Regions from separate parts of the Canis lupus genome. Here region 2 is linked to region 1. The links are chromatin contacts, called in public Hi-C maps. All regions are on one chromosome and are shown on one strand. The core of a region is the stretch at or near the end of the contact, and the rest is flanking DNA. Distances in the headings are between cores, read along the strand shown.

The links. A called contact is a pair of places that touch in the nucleus more often than the background predicts.
Region 2: a Hi-C map of amygdala shows a contact between it and region 1, with 5 times the contacts expected there. The contact joins two enhancer-like sites. A contact is called at or near these places in 3 of 9 Hi-C or Micro-C datasets (amygdala, blood and skin fibroblasts).

What each region holds. Positions count from the first base shown.
Region 1 is chr15:30,623,466-30,628,001 of UU_Cfam_GSD_1.0, reverse strand. No RefSeq gene overlaps it. Among named protein-coding and RNA genes, the nearest start is that of DUSP6, 7.0 kb to the left of the region's middle. Within about 2 kb of position 2,116, at least 6 of the 20 cell types and tissues checked have an H3K27ac peak or open chromatin away from gene starts, as enhancers often do.
Region 2 is chr15:30,733,443-30,737,978 of UU_Cfam_GSD_1.0, reverse strand. All of the region lies in intron 9 of POC1B (POC1 centriolar protein homolog B), which reads left to right. Among named protein-coding and RNA genes, the nearest start is that of POC1B, 52 kb to the left of the region's middle. Within about 2 kb of position 2,713, at least 3 of the 20 cell types and tissues checked have an H3K27ac peak or open chromatin away from gene starts, as enhancers often do.

The sequences.
Region 1 (4,536 bases), core at 867-3,366:
CACAGAGTTCCCAGGGTTTCAGCAGCCCCAGGAATGTTTTTCAGGTGTAGTTCATGAAATTAATCTTTTGCTTCAAGCAAAGATGACATCAGAGAGTGAACTGACTGTATTATGTGTCCTGATAATACTTTAGGGATACAGTTCTGGCTTAAGAAAATAGTAATGCTCTTGATGAAAAATGAAGCCATAGAGCACACCTTGTTGAGATAATAAGGTTTGGATATTCAGGACTTGTCATAAAGGGGGGGAGGGTACCCGCAGAAGAAGAAGAATGGTGTTAACCTCTCTGCTTCTCTGTCAGGGTCTTCTACTCAGTAATACACATGCCAGGGAGAAAACGGATAATTCTCTTTCTGGTTTGTTCCTATGGCAATTCCACCTGCAAATGATCCTAGCGTCGGAATAACAAATGGACCAAGAGTGAGGACTCCCCTTGGCTCTCTCCTATACATGGCAAGGTATAGCTAAGCTTCACACTGAGCCTGGATGTGGGCCTTAAAATTTGACATTGGCACTTGGGATCAAGCTTTGCCAGTCCTGTTCTAATGTGCTTTGTGCTTCACTGGTTTAGTATGTGGGCCAGAAACCACTATTGAACCTTACTTAGGTCGAGGTAATTTTGAACAGTTCCTTTTAAGGTAAAGGCTTAATATCCTGTCACTTTCCCTGGGACATCCACTCTCCTGGTCCCAAATGTAAAAGTACACAAACCAAAATAAAGGGCAGGCGTCTGAAATCAAAAGAATTAGAACATACCTACATTTCGGGCTCTTTTCGAATGAACTTAGTCCCTTTACCTGCATTGAGGAGAAAGGTGAGCTCTTCACCCACAGGGCCCAGGGGGAGATCCTAGTGGGATGGTTTGGTCCATCCCACTTGATCTACCTTATAGAAGGCAAGTGGCTCTGATGATTTCACAGCAATCCTATCAAACTGTCCAGACTGACTTTTAGCGACTAAGCATGTATAAAAAGCAAACAAACAGTGCAGAAAAATACCAGCTCAGTCGTTCCCATTTGGGTGCCCCAAGTCAGCCAGAGCTTAGAAAGGAGAAGTGGGTTGCAGTTCAACTTGGCTCGTGTTAATCCAGTTCTGAACGGTTTCCGCTCCTGGCATTCCCTAAACTGCCTGTTCAAAGTAGGGATTTGCAAGCAGCGTTAGCAATTTCCTGTCCAGCTGCAGCTCAAGTAGCTGCGTGCTCCCCCCCCCCTTTCTTTTCTCTGATTTCTTTTCTCTTTCTTTCTTTTCTCTCTCTCTCTTTTTTCTTTACGATGGGCTGTGGATAATTTTAGTGCATTTCCTCTTTGTGGATTATCATCTCCTTTCCTCCTGGAACCTGCATACGTTGGGTTCCTACTGCTCCGCTCCAGCCGACAGCTGGCCTCCCCAGCACTTCCTCTCGCTTCACTGTGGGTTTGTTGTTTGTCAGTCCACTTCTGAAATTAATAATGTTTTCTGGCCAAGTGCCACAAGCCATTACCACAAAGGGGAAGTAACACATATGAATAGCAGGAAGCCATGCAGGGTCACAGTGTGAGCTGAACCTGTGGAGGGAGCATAATTGAGCCTGGCCCATTCAGCAAGTGTCTGACAGCGATTTGGGGAGAAGGAGCGCCCCGCATTTAAGCAGCTCAAGCTGTGAAAAAAAAAAAGTTTCCAATAAATTGGTAGCAAATGGTCTTTGTCATCAGCCTGAATAAAGGAACAGGAGCAAGAAGAGTTTAGAGCCCCCAGAAAGTGGCAGGGTTTGGGATTTGTCCCCCCACCCCACCCCCCCCTTCTGGCATATTGTTTCATAGGGCTGGTAACAGAGGGGGGCCTGCTTCCCTCTGGTGCCACAAAAGGCTTCATATTAAATGGGTGGTTTTTACGGTTCACTCAGGCCAGAAGATTCAAAGAGCTATTCTCTTTCTTTCTTTTTTCTTCCACGGAAGGTGGAAGGTTGGAACTGGCAGCACCGGCCCCCACCTTACTCCCGGTCTTCCCTCCATCCCCGTGGCTGGGGAAGGCGACCCTTTTGCATCTAGGAGTTGGGATCAGTTCCTGAATGGGGCCCACATGGTTACTAGGGCAACCCTAGGCCGCCTGGGCAGCTCTCTCCCGCCTCCCCCCTCACCTGCTGGCCCTTGGGAGGCTTCCCTGGGGTCCCTTCCTCAGGAGAGAGCCTTTCCCCCCTTCCTGGCCTTCTGCAGGGTGCTGGGGAGGCCTCTCCCGAGAGGAGGGCATCTTCAGGCTTCATGCGCTCAATGTAGGAGCCCCAGGGACTGTGCTGGTTCATGGTATGAAGCAGCCTTGGGGTTAAAGACCGAGAAAGGGGCCTCTGGGGCTAGAAAGATCAGCCTTCGAAGGAGGGAAAATTGGAGAGTGGCCCCGACCCAACAGTTAGGAGACCTGAGCCCTTAACTCTTGCTTTCTCCCTCGTGCACCGGCTAGCCCTGGGCCGGTCAGCCAGCCTCACTGGTTTCCCCTTTCTTGTCTGTAAAACGAGAGCCTTCCCCTTTCGGGCTAGGTTTCTCCCAGGATTCCGGCCTTCTGGTCACAGACTGGTGACACATGTTAGACGATCAAGTGGGCTACAGGCAGGCAAAGCAAGCAAAGGTATCGGATACTCTACTTCATGCACAGTATCATCTCCTTTCATCCTCCGAACAGCCCTGAGGGATGCTTCCTATCATTATCGTTAGTTTTCAGAGAGGAAACTGAGAGGGAGAGAGACCCCCAGCGCCTCAAGTCAACTAACGGGAAGCAGTAGGACCGAGCTTTGGAGCTTTCGCTCTCCTGGTTGTGAACATCAATCTTTGCTCATTTTTACAGGGTCCCCTGCTGTCGACCTAGGAAGCGGTGGGCCCATTTTATGGCTGAGGAAGTAGAGGAAGCAGAGATCAAGTGACTCGCCCAATCAAACCCAAATTCAACAGTATAATCATGAGATTGCCACAGGGCCCCCGAGGATGTGTCACCAGAGAGATGCCGTGTCTGCCTGGAAGCTTCTATCTTCTCTCTCCATGGAGGACTCGCCTCACCTTGGGGCCCATAAGCACATACATTACAAGACTGATGTTCCTGGGGATCTCTAGGGTGGCTAGCATGCCGCCCAGCTGGCCCGGACCCCTGCCCACATACCCCTTTCAGGATTACACGGGGGACTGACCTCAGAGAAATTCACTTCCTCACTCTGGTCCCTCCCAGAGGAACGCTGGTGTGGGGCTGGGAGAAAGAGACCCAGAGACAGAGACAGAGACAGAGAGAGACAGAGATGGAGAGGGAGAAGGAGAGACAGAGAAGGAGAAGGAAAAAGAGGAGGAGAGAGGTGAGAGGGAGAGAGAGGAGGAGAAGAGGAGAGAGACAGGGAGAGAGGGACAGGGAGAGAGGGACAGGGAGAGGGGCAAAGAGACAGAAGAGATGGGGAAGGAGAGGGAGAGAGAACATATGGCGAGGTCTGTGGGGTATGAGAGGCAAATTAGAAATTAGTGGAGATGTGAAACCCAGCAAGGGCAGATTATTTGGTAGCTGGCTGCTAAGTATTCTTGAACACTCATCGTCAAAAAATCATTCTTTGGGTCAAAATGCTCCAAAAGAATTACTTTGGGTATAAGTTTATTTGTAGCCACTCACACAGTAATAATCATTTTCCAAAAGATCCTGCAGACTTTCAAATACCCTTACACCTCTAGTGTTCTCACCGCAATTGGCCCTGAATCAACCTGGTTCTGGGGAGGGGATCTTCAAACTCCAAAAGTGATTTCCTAAGAGTATTTAGGGGCACAGAACAAAGTTCAAACAATTCACAAATATTTATCCAGGCCTTGATCTGTGTTGCACTGATTCGACGGGACAAGGTGAAAAATAAAAGGCAATGGAAGACTTACCAAGCCCTTGAAGGCTGAAGGCAACCTCATTTTCTTTCTTTTCTTTTCTTTTCTTTTCTTTTCTTTTCGGTGAGGGGAGGGGAGGGGAGGGAGGGACGGGGAGGGGAGTGGAGGGGAGGGAGGGAGGGGAGGAGGGAGGGGAGGGGAGGTCGTGGATGAAGGGGAGGTGGGGGGGGGGGGGGGGGCGTGGACGGGAGTGTTTTGGTATGTTGGTTTGTATGCTCTGTATTTGGAAGCTATTGATCCCTCCTCCCCTCCCCTCCCCTTCTCTTCCCTTCCCTTCCCTTCCCTTCCCTTCCCTTCCCTTCCCTTCCCTTCCCTTTCCTTCCCTTCCCTTTTCCTTTGTTTTTTTGGTTTTGTTTTTTAGAGGGAAGCTGTGTGGGGGAGGGCAGAGGGAGAGGAAGAGAGAGAGAGAATCCCAAGCAGACTTCATGCCCAGGACGAAGCCCATGCAGGGCTTGATCTCATGACCCTTGATCATGACCTGAGCTGAAATCAAGAATCTGATGCTGAACTGGCTGGGCCATCTCAGGCGCCCTGGCAATGTCATACTTCTAAGTGTGGTCACTCAATCTTTCTGCTAGTGCCCCAGATCAAAGCAGAACCCCCAAGGGACTATTGGGCAAGTCCTTGTAGATCCCTGCATGTTGCAATAGTCAAAATAACA
Region 2 (4,536 bases), core at 1,464-3,963, 110 kb before region 1:
AAAAGACTAGTAATTTGAAAATATTACTTAGAATGAAAGAGGATGAATGAGAATAGAAGTTGTACTACTACTATGTCCAGTTAAGATTAGTACATTTTATTTTGAACTACTATGTTTGGTGGATTAATTTTTTTCAAAGGTTCAGGCAAGGTCAATTTATATATGATAAGCTACTTTGGAAATATTTGAAAATTAGAAAGAAAATTTTTTTGAGGTCTGAATTCATGATTAATAGTATAATGATCTAGTTGATTTCCCTAATCTTTTTATCGTAACCACGAGTATTCCATTTCTGAGTTTGAAGCAACATAGTACTTCTATTATTCATATATATATATATTCATATATATATTCATATATTGTATTTTCTGTGAGGTTCATTTGAGTGGCATAATCTCAATCTTTTGGGTGAAATTGTTTGGCCTTTTGCAAAAAACTTCCTATATGCCATTGTTAGGTGCTTTGTTTGTTTGAAGGTGGGGAACCTGCAGTCTTGGACCTTGGGTTCCAGCTGAATAAATATGTAAATTACTAATTCTTTTTTTTTTTAATTTATGATAGTCACACACACACAGAGAGGCAGAGACATAGGCAGAGGGAGAAGCAGGCTCCATGCACTGGGAGCCCGACGTGGGATTCGATCCTGGGTCCCCAGGATCGCGCCCTGGGCCAAAGGCAGGCGCCAAACCGCTGCGCCACCCAGGGATCCCTGTAAATTACTAATTCTTACATGGATAGAGAGAGTGATAACGGATTGCTTTTTAGAACAGATGAGAGGGGAGGCCACATGAAAGAAGGCGCGAAGTATCCAATCCTAACTCCAGCTGTGTGAAATAGATCCCTCCTGTGTCCTTTCCACTGATCTAACTGCAGATCCTTTGTAGCACTTCTGGCCTAGGCACTCCATCTTTTAAAAAAATATATTAAGTAATCTCTATACCCAACGTGGGGCTCAAACCTACTACAACCCTGAGATCAAGAGTTGCACGTTCTACCGACTGAGCCAGCCAGGTGTCCCCTAGGCACTCCATCTTAATTAAAAATGTGAGAACAGCTTCTTTCTTTTTTTGGTGGGAAAGAAGTCCAGTTTTAAAACAAGGTATCGTAACTCTGACCATGCTGTGCTATGGCACATGATTAATTCATGCTGTCTTTATCTTCTTCAGACTGGCATGGGCTGAATTGCACCTCCAGATAAAACTAAACATTCATTCTAAAAGGGTAATTTCATATGTAAATGTAATATGTACTTCTCTACAAATCTTGTATTTTATTTCTAGCTATGGCATATGTTCATATTGTTTTGGAGCTCAATAAGTGTTCTTCAGAGATTATGTAATAATACCAGTAATAATAATAATAACATTACAGACAAAGTTATTCTAATTAGCTTATATAAATTGTCATTAAATGTTCCTTAAAAACTCAATGAAGTACTATTTTTATTCCTTGAGGAATCGAGGCACATGTAAGTTAAAACTTAAAGTTAGTAAGTGGCAGTGCTAGAATTTCAGTGCAGGCACTCTGGTTCCATTTTGTGCTTTTAACCATTTTGATGTAATGCTTCAAAATAATCAAAATTGAATTTAATCTGTTAATAGTATCTATGAGCAGGAGGACATTGTACTAGCTTTAGAGTATGCAACAAAGAACAAAACAGGTGTATTCCTTGCCCTTCAGAATTTGTTAGTAGCAGTCTTTGTGCTCATGGACTCCTCAGTGAGGGGTACACAGAGCCTCAGGATGGGATGGTGCACGTGAGGCTTCTCTCCTGCACAGAGGCCTCAGTGATATATCCTGGTTCAGTGATGGAGAGAACTCAGTCCCTCAGTAGAGTCCTGCTCTATTTCAAGATGAGTGTAGTTAGGACACAGTTCTTCCCTTTAAGAAGGACAGAGTGCTGTTAATATTCCTGGAGGTTAGCTAGCAAAGAACCTAACTGGAAGCATCACTCCCTCCACATATTTTCTTTTGGAGAAGACTGTAAAGTGTTACCAGTAAGACTGTCCTGCTCCATTTAACATATGTGGCAGCAACTTATTAGTTACATTAAGAATTTTCCAACTCATAGAAGCTTACGGATTCTCTGTGAGAGATGCTGTTTCCACGGGATTTAGATTTTTTTGAGAAGTTCCAATTTCAGATGGTAAAACCCGATTGTATTTTTCCTAGAAAAATGATTTTATGTCTACACTAGGTGGCAGCAGATAAATGAGAATGAAAGTCTACAAGCAATCTCTGGGCAGCTAGGCTAAGATTGGAAGCAAAGTGATTCATCGTCAGGCTTCTTATCTTGGCCTCCAGCGGGGACTCAGAGCTGCTAAGAGGAGGCTGTGTTTTCTGCTGTCTGGAGCAGCCAGGAAGAAACAAAGGTGCTGGCAGGCTGAGCCGAGAGGCCCTCATCCTCATCCTGCTAACCCCTTTTCTGGGGTGTGGGCACTCCTGGGCACACACCTCTACACACAAGTGGCTGGATAATTATAAAAACCTCTTAATGTTTCCAGAACTCCAGCTGTACCCATCAAACATGATAAGTGCTCTTAGAATCATTCTGCTCTCCTCACAGGCTCTGCCCTTATCAGCTCGGTCCTGGACTGTTGCAGTGGGGTTCTCGCTGTTCCCTGACTTATCCTTGGTTCTCTGCATGCCTTTGTCAGATTCATCTTGCTTAAGCACATTGCAGGCTCCAGCTCTTCGGTGCCTTTCCAAATTCCTTCAGCCTGCACAATTTGCCCCTTGCCAGGCCCCTTGCCTCTCTCACTACTACCCAATGCAAAAGTATCCTGTGGGCATTCTGCCTCTGTGCTCAGGAATGCTCTTCACCTCATCTCTGTCTCTGGTTTTGTTTTCTAAACCTATTTTTCAAGGATCCATCTTAATTAAGCCTTTCCTATGTTTCCTCCATGGGAAACACTTTCTTCTTTGAGGTTCTTGCATACTCATTGCTGGTACCATACATTTGATACAGTCAAACTCCGGACTCCTCAGTGAGGTGGGTACACAGAGCCTCATGATGGGATGGTGCACGTGAGGCTTCTCTCCTGCGCTGAGGCCTCAGTGATATATCCTGGTTCAGTGATGGAGAGAACTCAGTCCCTCAATAGAGTCCCGCTCTATTTCAAGATGAGTGTAGTTACGACACAGTTCTTCCCTTTAAGAAGGACAGAGTGCTGTTAATATTCCTGGAGGTTAGCTAGCAAAGAACCTAACTAGAAGCCTCACTCCCTCCACATGTTTTCTAAGTGCCCAATCAACACTTTCTTCTTTGAGGTTCTTGCATACTCATTGCTGGTACCATACATTTGATACAAAGTTCTGTCTTTGTTGCCCTTTGTTAACTAATTTATATTCACAATCTTTAGTAAGTATTTGATGATGATGTGATTTTTAATTTTTTTCTTTGATCTTGAATTCTGAAGTAACCTCCATCAGAAGTAACTGCCAACCTAGCTAATTATTCCCTTGCTTTCTTTCTTTCTTAAATATGTGTTTTAATCTATAATTAGATATCATGTAGTTTTAGATGGTTTTAAGCTTTATACAAAAGAAATCATACTCAGTGTATTTCTCTATAAACTGCTTTTTCACTTAAAAGTAAAATCCTGTGGGGCACCTGGGTGGCTCAGTCAGGTAAGCATCTGCCTTCGGCTCAGGTCATGACCTCAGGGTCTTGAGATCGAGCCCCACATCGGACTTCCCACTCAGTGAGGACTCTGCTCCTCCCTCTCCCTCTGTCCCTCCCCTCCCCCCCCCCCCCCCCCCCCCCCCCCCCCCCCCCCGCTCATGTGTGCGCACTATCTCTCTCTCTCTCTTTCTCTCTCTCATATAAATAAAATAAAATCTTAAAAAATTAAAATCCTGAGAGTCACACGTATGGATTCTGAATTTGCACAACCATATATTGTACATAGTTGTATTTCATTTATTTTCACTGCTGTATAGGATTCTAGTGAATGTACCAGAGTAGTAATTACCAGGACTTATGTGTTTTTTCTACTATTGATAAACATGAAGGGATTTGGGGTTGTGTTTTTGTTGTTGTTTTTTACCATTATAAACAGTGCTGCTATAATAAACGAGGCTGGCATTATTGAGCTTTCTCATTTTTGGAGTCTAATATTTTGCTTTAATCTGGTCTAATTACTAATGCTTTTGAAAATCTTTCTATATGCTGGTCAACTGTTAGGATTTCTCTTAGATAAGTTTTCTTTCTTAGGATCACTGTCTTTCACATTGATTTGTAGGTGTGTAAGGAAACCTACTTTTTCAGTTTTAGACATTATAATCTATCTCCTTTTCCATGATCTGATTATTTACTTTGTGGTGTCCATTATTAAACAAATATTCTAGTTTTGATGTAATCAAATGCATCAGGTTTTTTAAAGTGCAGTGTTGTTATTTTTTTGCCTTATGGTTTTTGCTTTTGTGGCTCTTTTAAGATGTCCTTCTTGACCGCATGTCACAAGGGTATTCTTTGTGTTTACCTTATAGTCTATACCTTGCTAGTTTTAACATAATATTTAGGTTTTATAATTT